Regions from separate parts of the Mus musculus genome. Here region 1 is linked to region 2. The links are chromatin contacts, called in public Hi-C maps. All regions are on one chromosome and are shown on one strand. Each heading gives the region's core, a stretch centred on a gene start, on an enhancer-like site or on the middle of the called end of the contact. The rest is flanking DNA. Distances are from core to core; before and after follow the strand shown. Region 1 holds the start of Cercam (cerebral endothelial cell adhesion molecule). Region 2 overlaps Gm13547 (predicted gene 13547).

Region 1 (4,421 bases), core at 411-2,910, 100 kb after region 2:
GAGGGAAGGTAGATGGATGCAGAGGCCTGGCTCAGGCTCCCTACCCAGAGAGAGAGAGAGAGCGCGCCTCAAGTGCATTCATGCTCAAGGTCTCCCTGTAGCAAACCTTCACATTAGCCATCATCAGTCAGGTTTTACCTGTGAGAATCAGGAGACTCAGGGAAAGTGACTGTCAGAGATTGGTGACAGATACCCAGCAAGAATATCTTAAGCCCCTTTCCCTCATCCTTTTTTCTCTCCTAAGAGAGGTTGGAGATTCCCTTTCATTCTAACAGAGTCCCAAGATTTGCTCTGTCCCAAAGGAGGCTGTATCTCCTATTTTGGAAGCGGGATGGGTTGCCATCAGAGGTTCTGTGGTGACCCCTAAGTCCTACCCTCAGTCGGAGTGGGCTCTGCTTTATTATTACCATCATTATCATTATTATTTATTTGTTTAAAGACTTATTTATTTATTATATGTAAGTTCACTGTAGCTGTCTTCAGACACTCCAGAAGAGGGCGTCAGATCTTGTTACAGATGGTTGTGAGCCACCATGTGGTTGCTGGGATTTGAACTCCGGACCTTCGGAAGAGCAGTCAGGTGCTCTTACTCACTGAGCCATCTCACCAGCCCTTATTTATGTTTTAATGTTGTTCCCCTTCCCAGTCCTCCCTCCAGGATCTCCCCAATCCCACCTCCCTCCCCTTCGCCTTTAAGAGGGAGCTCAACCACCCACCCACCCGTTGTTCCCTCCTCACCCTTCTAGTATCCTCCTTCTTGGCGCATCAAGCCTCCACAGGACCAAGTGCATCCCCTCCCAAATAACTCTTCTTTCAAAAGAAAAAACAAACACATTGTGTCAAACGAAATGCTCCTCAGAGTCAATGTGATGATGTTGCTTAGGTCTTATTTGGGAAGTTAAAGATGCAATCTTTAATTTTATTGTATTAAAAAGCAATTGAAGCCGGGCGGTGGTGGCGCACGTTTTTAATCCCGCACTTGGGAGGCAGAGGCAGGTGGATTTCTGAGTTCGAGGCCAGCCTGGTCTACAAAGTGAGTTCCAGGATAGCCAGGGCTACACAGAGAAGAAACCCTGTCTCGAAACAAACAAACAAACAAACAAACAAACAAACAAAGCAATTGAAAGAAGGGCTTTGCTTTAAGGGCCGGAGCCTGCGGAGGTGATGCGAGGTCGCGGAAGTGGCCAGATCAGCTGCACTCAGTCCTCTCCCCCAAGCTTGGGCTTGCTCTCCAACTCATCGCGTCATCTGCTGGGTATGTGGAGTTACTGCCTCAGGCCGCCAGAGGGCGTCTCAGATGGAGCAGGGGGCGGGAACCTGGGCTCCTCGCGAAGACTGCAGCCTCCACGGCTGAGAGGCAGAGAGCCGGGAATCCCGGGTGTCAGTATTCCAGGAGTGAGATGAACGCCCATGGTACAAGCGGTCCACCATGGCCCACGGATCCTTCCTTCCGTGCCAACGCCTTCCGAGGTCCACACGGAGAAGGCGGACCCCAGGACGCGTCTGGAGCAGGTGCCTAACCCTGGACCTCTAGGGCCTGGGCGGAGAAGAGGACAGCGGAGCGTACAGGCGCCTAAGAGGGGCGCAGGGGCCCCAAGGCAGTAACCACGCCCCTCTAAGACCCCGCCTCCATGCCCCGCCCATCCCGCCCCCTCCCTACTGTGGTGGGAAACCCGGGGCCCTCCACAGCCACCGAGTCCCGCCATGCACGTTGCGCGGCTCCTACCTCTGCTGCTCCTGTTGGGGCAGCAGCTCCGGGCTGCCAGTGTCACAGAGCCGACGCTACCCACCGTGGTCCTTGCCATCCTGGCCCGCAATGCTGAACACTCTCTGCCCCACTACCTGGGTGCGCTGGAGCGCCTGGACTACCCCCGGGCCAGGCTGGCCCTCTGGTGAGAGATCCAGGGGTGGGTGCATATGGGCATCAAGCCCCAGGACCCAGGAAGGCTTTTGACCTGGAGGCCTCATTACTTCTGCCCAGACACAACCCGAACAAGCTCCTCCCTCCCAGACAGCCCTTCAACAGTATTCCTAGACCCCGCGGGGCAAGAATAGACCTCTGAGGCCAGGGTTCAGCCCAGGGACACTCACCCCTCCTTTGGGCTCCCTACATGTCTCGGGCGTCCCCGGCTTCCCGGGTTTCCCCTGGGTTTCAGTTAGGCCTGTCCTTTCTGACCTAGCCCTTGGGGCTCGGCAGTACATCGCAGTAAAGACCTGTGGTCTGCCTGATGTGCGGTAGAACAGACTGAACCTCTGGAATCCCCTGGGGCCCAGCATAGAAAGGATCAGTCAGACTGGAGGTTTCTAGAGAGCAGGTGGAGGGAACCCTCAGCTCCAGGCGGCATGCTCGGGTGCCCTTCTGAGTGGTACTGCTAAGCTTCTCTGGGTAGAGAGAGGGGCTGGCTGGTTCTGATAGCCAAGGGTGTGGTCTCATGGGACGCTGGGATCAGAGGTTGCAGTACCCTGTCTAAAAAAGTCAAAACAGGGAGGAGCCTGAGCAGAGGCTGGAGATAGAGTACTCCTCACAGCACACCAAAGTTGGGCTGGGGTGGAGCTGTGGCCTGGGGAGGCTGCCCACAGCCACCACACTTGGGGAGTTAGTTAGTTCCCACCCCTGTAAGACTTGACACGTAGTTCTGGGGAATTGGCTTAAAGGAACAGCATCGCCTAAAACCTGGGCTCTTGGCTAAGCCTTCCACCTCCATTACTAGAGCCCCCTCCCCAGCAGAGGGAAAGCTGTGCTCCATGGTAACAGAACTTGGATCACCACTAACACTTCTCAGGGGTTGTCGGAGCATGGTGTGAGCCTAATTACAGCTGGGGGGAGTTAGGTAAGGAGAGAAAGGCAATGACTGTTTTGTCTGATTCTGAGCTGGAAAAGGCCTGATGTGTGGAGCCATGAAGAGGGACGGAAGTGAAGGGACGTGGCAGGTGCAATCTTTAAGCTCAAGGGACTTTTCAAGTGCACTCAGGCCGAGGATGGCTCAGGGGTCAGGGGCTTGCTTGATGTGTACAAGTCTCTGGGTTCAATTCCCACAGTACAATGCACAAAATTAGAAGGACAGACGTGAAGCACAGAGAGGCATGGACCTTGCCTGAGGCTACACAGGACATCCTCCAGCACCTCCACTGGAGCGCACAACTCTGCCCCATCGCTCTCAGGACAGTCATTCTGTGTTGTGCTCACAGGTGTGCCACAGATCACAACATGGACAACACCACAGGGATGCTCCGGGAATGGCTGGCTGCTGTGGGTCGGGACTATGCGACTGTCGTCTGGAAGCCTGAGGAGGAGGCCAGGTGGTTAACCGAGGGCAAGGGTACTGGAAGATGGTGAACAGCTATTCCCCAGGGCACAGCCCCCAGAGCACGCATGTCTATTCTATGCAGAGAACGAGAGGCCCCTCTCTCAAGAGAGCATTTCACCTTTCTCCACTTCAGGTCCTACCCAGATGAACAGGGTCCCAAGCACTGGACCAAAGAACGGCATCAGTTTTTGATGGAGCTGAGGCAGGAAGCACTGGCCTTTGCCAGGGACTGGGGAGCTGACTACATCCTGGTAAGAAAGCCTGGCTACAGAGTATGGGGGAGGCCTCAGGACCTGCTTCCAATAAAGTCTGGTTATAACCAAACTGTCTATAGGACAGATCTTCTGAAGACTGAGCTGAGACCCCTGTATTTAAGCTCACACTAGATACTAAGCCTGGCTCCTTGTACAGGTCTTAGGTTATATGCTGTTCCTAGATTCCTGAGCTTTTGTATGCCAAGAGTATAAACTGAGCCTGGATCCCTGGATTAGAGCTCAGAATAGAATTTTTTTCCAATATTTTTGTTATGTTTGCTCACTGGGTTTTCGAGACAGGGTTTCTCTGTGTAATCCCGACTGTCCTGGAACTCATGCTGTAGACCAGTCTGGCCTCAGAGATCCTCCTGCCTCTGCCTCCCAAGGGTTGGGATCCAAAGTGTGTGCCTCCACCACCTGATTTACTTTTGTTTTTCAAAGGTGGGTGTCTTGGTGCATGCAGCCCACAGAGGGCAGAAGGGGGCCTGGAAGCGAACTCCACTTAGTAGTGAGTCACCATTGGGTCAATGGGTTTCCAACTCAGGTGCTCTGCAAGAGCTACCAGTCCTTTTTTTTATTTTCGAGACAGGGTTTCTCTGTGTAGCTCTGGCTGTCCTGGAACTCACTCTATAGACCAGGCTGGCCTCGAACTCAGAAATCCGCCTGCCTCTGCCTCCCAAGTGCTGGGATTAAAGGCATGTGCCACCACCCCCCAGCACTCTTTTTTTTTTTTTTTTTTGGTTTTTTGGTTTTTTGAGACAAGATTCTTAGATCTGCTACTTGCTCTGCTCTAAGCCAGCATCTCAGAATGGCCCTTTGTCAGAAATGGTTAGCCCCTTCTCATATCTGTATCCTGTAT
Region 2 (4,655 bases), core at 1,770-4,269:
CTCTGTGGCTAAGAACTTTGTGGTTTTAAACCATCTCTGAGGTTAATGGATGGCTTTCTGGGCCAGCAGGACTGCTCAGTGGAAAGACACTTGCTGCAAACCCTGCAAATCTAATGTCCATTCCCGAGACAGAACTGACACCCGTGCCTGGCCGGCTACTGTCACCCTGCTCTTCTCTATTAGATTCAACCTCCCGGATGCTGCAAGCCAAAGGGCAGCCATTGTTCTCTGCTTTATCCAGTTGTTTCTGAATTGACAAACACAGCCAGTGCGTGGGTCTGGGAGGAGGGAAGGCAGGAAAGCAAGAGAGGGGAGAATGGTTATGTTGACCATGACGATGAGTCTGTCCCAGGAGCAAGGCCTATAGTCGGGGCAGTTAGCTCTCTGCCTCCTGGACTTGGCACGTGTACCTGCTGTGGCTGCCACAGGTCAGAGCTCCAGAGGGAACTAGGTCCTTGGGTGTTCAGGAAGGAGACCCTGCAGCTCCTGCTTTGAGCTCTGGCCCTTCAGAATGCTACCAGGTGGCCTGAAGCCTGGGCAGGCATGTCTGTACCCCAGTAGCTCCCAGCATGTGCGACTGTCCTGTGCCTGCTGCTCTGCTACCCCGCTTGCCCCGTCCCCTCATGTCCATGGGGCACATGGGCTGCGCTGCCAGACAGGCTAAAGAACAGGTGTGGTGGGTGTGCTCACACCCTGGAAATCTCAGAGATCTAAGATGGTAGGAGAGGATCTGTCCCCTCACAGCCTCTCATGCCTGCTCTGAAACATGTAACTACACCACTGAGAGGACCACGGGCAGTCAGCCATAGAATGCAGCATATGGAGTCCTTCCCCCATGCAAATGGTAGAGCATCACCAACATCCCAAACTTGGCCAATACGAAACCTTTACCTGCCCCACCCCATCCCATCCCACCCCACTCCCCAAGGTTCTTGTAGTCCCTGTCCACATGGAATAAAGCACACAAGTTACTTCACCAAGGATCGTTTGAAAGTGGCTGTCTTTACTGAGCTGTAACGCTGGAGAAGAATTCTCTCTCTCTCACAGAGCCTTTATCATTGGATCTTGGACCCGCCTGGCTGGCCAGGTTCCCACTGCCTGCAGAGGCTCACATCAGAGTGGCAGCAGCTCACACCACCAGTGCAAGCCACCCAAACTCCTTTTTTCCCTCTTTTAAGAGCTGGGAAACTCCCAGCATTCCCAGCTGAACCAGAGTCCAGTGGATGTTCATGCCAAACTGCGCTTTGCCATCCTCGGTCTGGTGTGCAGATATGTCTGATACCCTAGAGGGAAGTGGGCAGACTGTGGACCACGAATGTCCATGGCAGTGAGGAGCCTCTCTCCCACGTGGTCTTCTAATCCTTCACCCCTGCTCTGTTCTGTGACAGGTGCCCACGGATGGCACTGCTCCTGCACCGCCAACCACTGATGACACTATGTTTCTTGGTGTCGTTCCCTGCCCAGATGCTGATCTCATTAGTCGGGTATCACTTCAGGTTTGTGCTTCTCCCCTTTGCCTGCCACCCTCCTGTCTGCTTCCCAAAGGACTCCCAGAGTTCTATAGACTCTCTACTCTGTTTAGATAGCTTGGTTCAGGTGCTGCTCCTGGAGCCTGGCATGGGGAGGCCAAGATGGAGAACATTTGGGATGATGGGTGTTGAGATGAATTTGGCCTACTGTGTCCCTGTGTGACAGTAAGCAGAAGCTAAATAATGCTAGCTTATTTCTTTCTACCCATACAGAGCCATGATGCTGGCAATTGCTCTAACCTCATGGAGGAGACCAAGTAAGTGTTCCCTACTGAGGGAGTCGGGGCAAGCCTCTGCCCATGAGCCCTGTTCCCATCAAACTACCTGCACCCCTGATCTCATGTCTCCTCCCTTAGGACTTTCTCATCGACTGAGAGTCTGCAACAACTTTCTCAACAGCTCAATGGCCTTGTGTCTGAGATACCACAGGACTGGGACCCAGAAAGAAGGTAGAGAGGAAAGGAAAGTATGTTAGAAAATGAGGTGGGATTCTCAAGAGACTAATTCATGAGAGGCTCTTGTCATACTGGAGAAGACTTGGATTTGGACCACAATGGGCAACGTGATTTTTATCCTGGTGTGGTTTGAGGTGACAGCTGTTGAACGGTGAGGTTGATCCATGGCGGGAAAAGAGCCATAAGGAGTGGCACAAAGGGGGTGTGAGTGAGCAGAAAAGGAGATTCTGCTAATTGAGGGGGAAGTAGGAGGCTGCAGGGATTAGACATTGAGGGTCACAGAGCACCTCCATGTGAGGTATTGTCTCTCCTAGTCTACATCCTACATCAACGGGGAGGGCCTCACATCTTCCAACATGAATGCCTGGACCATGGATTAGGACCCTGTCTCAAAACTGTCATGGGGGAAGGGGGCTTGGAATGTAGCTCAGTGACTACATTCTTATCTACTGAGCACAAGGCTCTGGGCTCAATTCCCAGAAACAAAATAGAAAATGAGACGCCACCGGGCATGGTGGTGCATGCCTTTAATCCCAGCACTTGGGAGGCAGAGGCAGAGGCAGGCGGATTTCTGAGTTCGAGGTCAGCCTGGTCTACAGAGTGAGTTCCAGGACAGCCAGGGCTATACAGAGAAACCCTGTCTTCAAAAGAGAGAGAGAGAGAGAGGCCATGGGATCACAAGAGCATGTTTGAGCAATACTTAACCAATCTGAGACCCTTGGGAACAAACACTGACATCTGTACAACAGAAAGACAGACAGACAGCAGTGCTGTGGACAGTCCCAACTGGAGACAGTATGTACAGAAGCCAGAGACAGGAATAACGTTTAGTTGAGAAGCGAACAGGAATAGAGGCAGGCAGGCTGGTCCACTCAGATCCTTGGAGTGATACAAGAACCTGGCCCAACTGCATCTTAACCAAGCTCTGCCTTTGCACATATCACCAGTACCAAGGGCACTGGGGAAGAAAACATCCCAGATCCAGGTCTGTGTGAGAACAGCTTTCTCATGTGCCATAGCAAGCACTAGCCTCCAGGGGGCAGTGTCCACCTAGTGATGTGCCCATCAGCTGGGTAGCCTCTCTTCTGTGGGCTTCTCCAATCCAGTCTGTGCCATCCAATGGCCACAAGCTGGATCTTTCAGCTTTCTTTCCAGGAGTCTCAAGGGAGCAGGAAGGGGTCACCTGGTTGGAAAATCGAGGCTGACAGAGAAGGCATGTATATTATACACTGCCTCACTATACCCACTGTAAACCCTACTTGAAAACATTTGAGAGTCAGGTATGATGGCTCACACCTGTGATTTCAACTCCAGAGACTGAGAAAAGAAAGAAGCAGAGTTCAGGGCCAGTCCTGCCCTCCCTACATGGCCAGGCCCTGTCCAAAAATAAAAATAAATTACCCCAGTGAGTGCCAAAGAAGCTGATGTGAGCAGATCGCTTCCATAGATTGAGACCCGCCTGGGTAAGCAAGTGGAGAGCCTATCTCCAGATTTAATAGCTGGGCTGGAGTTCAGCCCAAAGCCTGTATTCCCAGCATCCCTCTACAGAACTGGAAAGAGGACTTGGAGCTTGGGAAGAGGGGGTTCAGCTCCAGAGCCACTACCCACCAACTGGTAGCAGGTAACTCCAGCTCTGGCAACTTCTCTCCCTCTTCTGCCCCCTGTGGGCACTCGAGTTTACATATCCAAATTTTTAAAAATAAAATTTTCTTTAAAAACTATAATTTTATTGCTGATAGGACCTTGATATAGCTATCTCTTGTGAGGCGATGCCAGTGCCTGTACAGAAGTGGATGCTCACAGTCATCTATTGGATGGAACACAGGGCCCTTAATGAAGGAGCTAGAGAAAGTACCCAAGGAGCTGAAGGAGTCTGCAACCCTATAGGAGGAACAACAACATGAACTAACCAGTACCCCCTCCCCCCCAGAGCTGTGTCTCTAGGTGCATATGTAGCAGAGGATGGCCTAGTCGGCCATCAATGGGAGGAGAGGCCCTTAGTCTTGCGAAGATCATATGCCCCAGTACAGGCCAGGAATCGGGAATGGGTGGGTTGGGGAGCAGGGCAGGGGGAAGGTATAGGGGACTTTCAGGATAGCATTTGAAATGTAAATGAAGAAAATATCTAATAAAAAAACCTAAAATTTTATGTCTCATCCCGAACCTGTGGCACTCAGGACAAAAGTGCATTATAATCTCCACTCATCCCAGACAGCCAGAAGGTTCGAGACCTCTGAGTGCCATGTGGTGGGACCATCAAACTGCACCCTCTCTAGCCTTTCTCAAGAGACAAGTACACTTCAGTGACAGCGTGACAGGAGCCAGACAAAGCACCCAGCTTCATGGTGAGGAGGAGTTGGAGCCTCCCAGCCTGGTCCTGAGGCACTGTAAGGAAAGGTCCTCCAGGAAGGCAGAAGCAGAGGTGAGTGGCAGTCACACACCCAAACCAGTCGCCTTCAGGACTGCAATAACCAACGTTTACACAAGTCTGTGGCTCAGCCAGGCCTGTGCACCTCACCTGAGGCACCTCATTGACCCCAACAATGGAGCAAGGTCTTGTGGAGCAGTCCAGCCCCAGACTGAGCCAGCTGAGTACAGAGAGCGAGGCTCGTTACATCTGATACATAGTGTCTGACTCGAGCTGCCTCCCCAGCAGAGGCTAGCCTTTCAA

The links. A called contact is a pair of places that touch in the nucleus more often than the background predicts.
Region 1: a Hi-C map of bone marrow-derived macrophages shows a contact between it and region 2, with 64 read pairs. The contact joins the promoter of Cercam here to the enhancer-like site in region 2. A contact is called at or near these places in 11 of 39 promoter capture datasets (the 3T3-L1 cell line, the HPC-7 cell line, HPC-7-derived erythroid cells and 5 more), 5 of 15 datasets of contacts at CTCF or cohesin (CD8 T cells, embryonic stem cells, large pre-B cells and 1 more), 130 of 484 Hi-C or Micro-C datasets (B cells, the Ba/F3 cell line, the C2C12 cell line and 57 more), 25 of 115 datasets of contacts at active chromatin or transcription factors (the 230-238 cell line, the HPC-7 cell line, the SCID.adh cell line and 13 more) and 5 of 9 other capture datasets (adipose tissue, embryonic stem cells, liver and 2 more).

Annotation. Positions count from the first base shown.
Region 1 is chr2:29,867,834-29,872,254 of GRCm38.p6, forward strand. It overlaps Cercam (cerebral endothelial cell adhesion molecule), which reads left to right and starts at 1,661. Exons shown (of 12, transcript NM_207298.2): 1 at 1,661-1,892; 2 at 3,190-3,300; 3 at 3,442-3,559. The coding sequence starts at 1,705. 2600006K01Rik (a long non-coding RNA gene) reads right to left here and starts at 2,578. Exons shown (of 3, transcript XR_003954007.1): 1 at 1,727-2,578; 2 at 739-1,537; 3 at 518-562.
Region 2 is chr2:29,762,007-29,766,661 of GRCm38.p6, forward strand. It overlaps Gm13547 (predicted gene 13547), which reads left to right. Exons shown (of 4, transcript NM_001177392.1): 2 at 1,389-1,496; 3 at 1,743-1,786; 4 at 1,886-2,083. The coding sequence ends at 1,982. It also overlaps a transcript of Trub2 not described here. Among named protein-coding and RNA genes, the nearest start is that of Gm13547, 2.8 kb to the left of the region's middle. Within about 2 kb of position 3,020, at least 6 of the 459 cell types and tissues checked have an H3K27ac peak or open chromatin away from gene starts, as enhancers often do. A contact at or near this core is called in bone marrow-derived macrophages and granulosa cells, where this site is marked.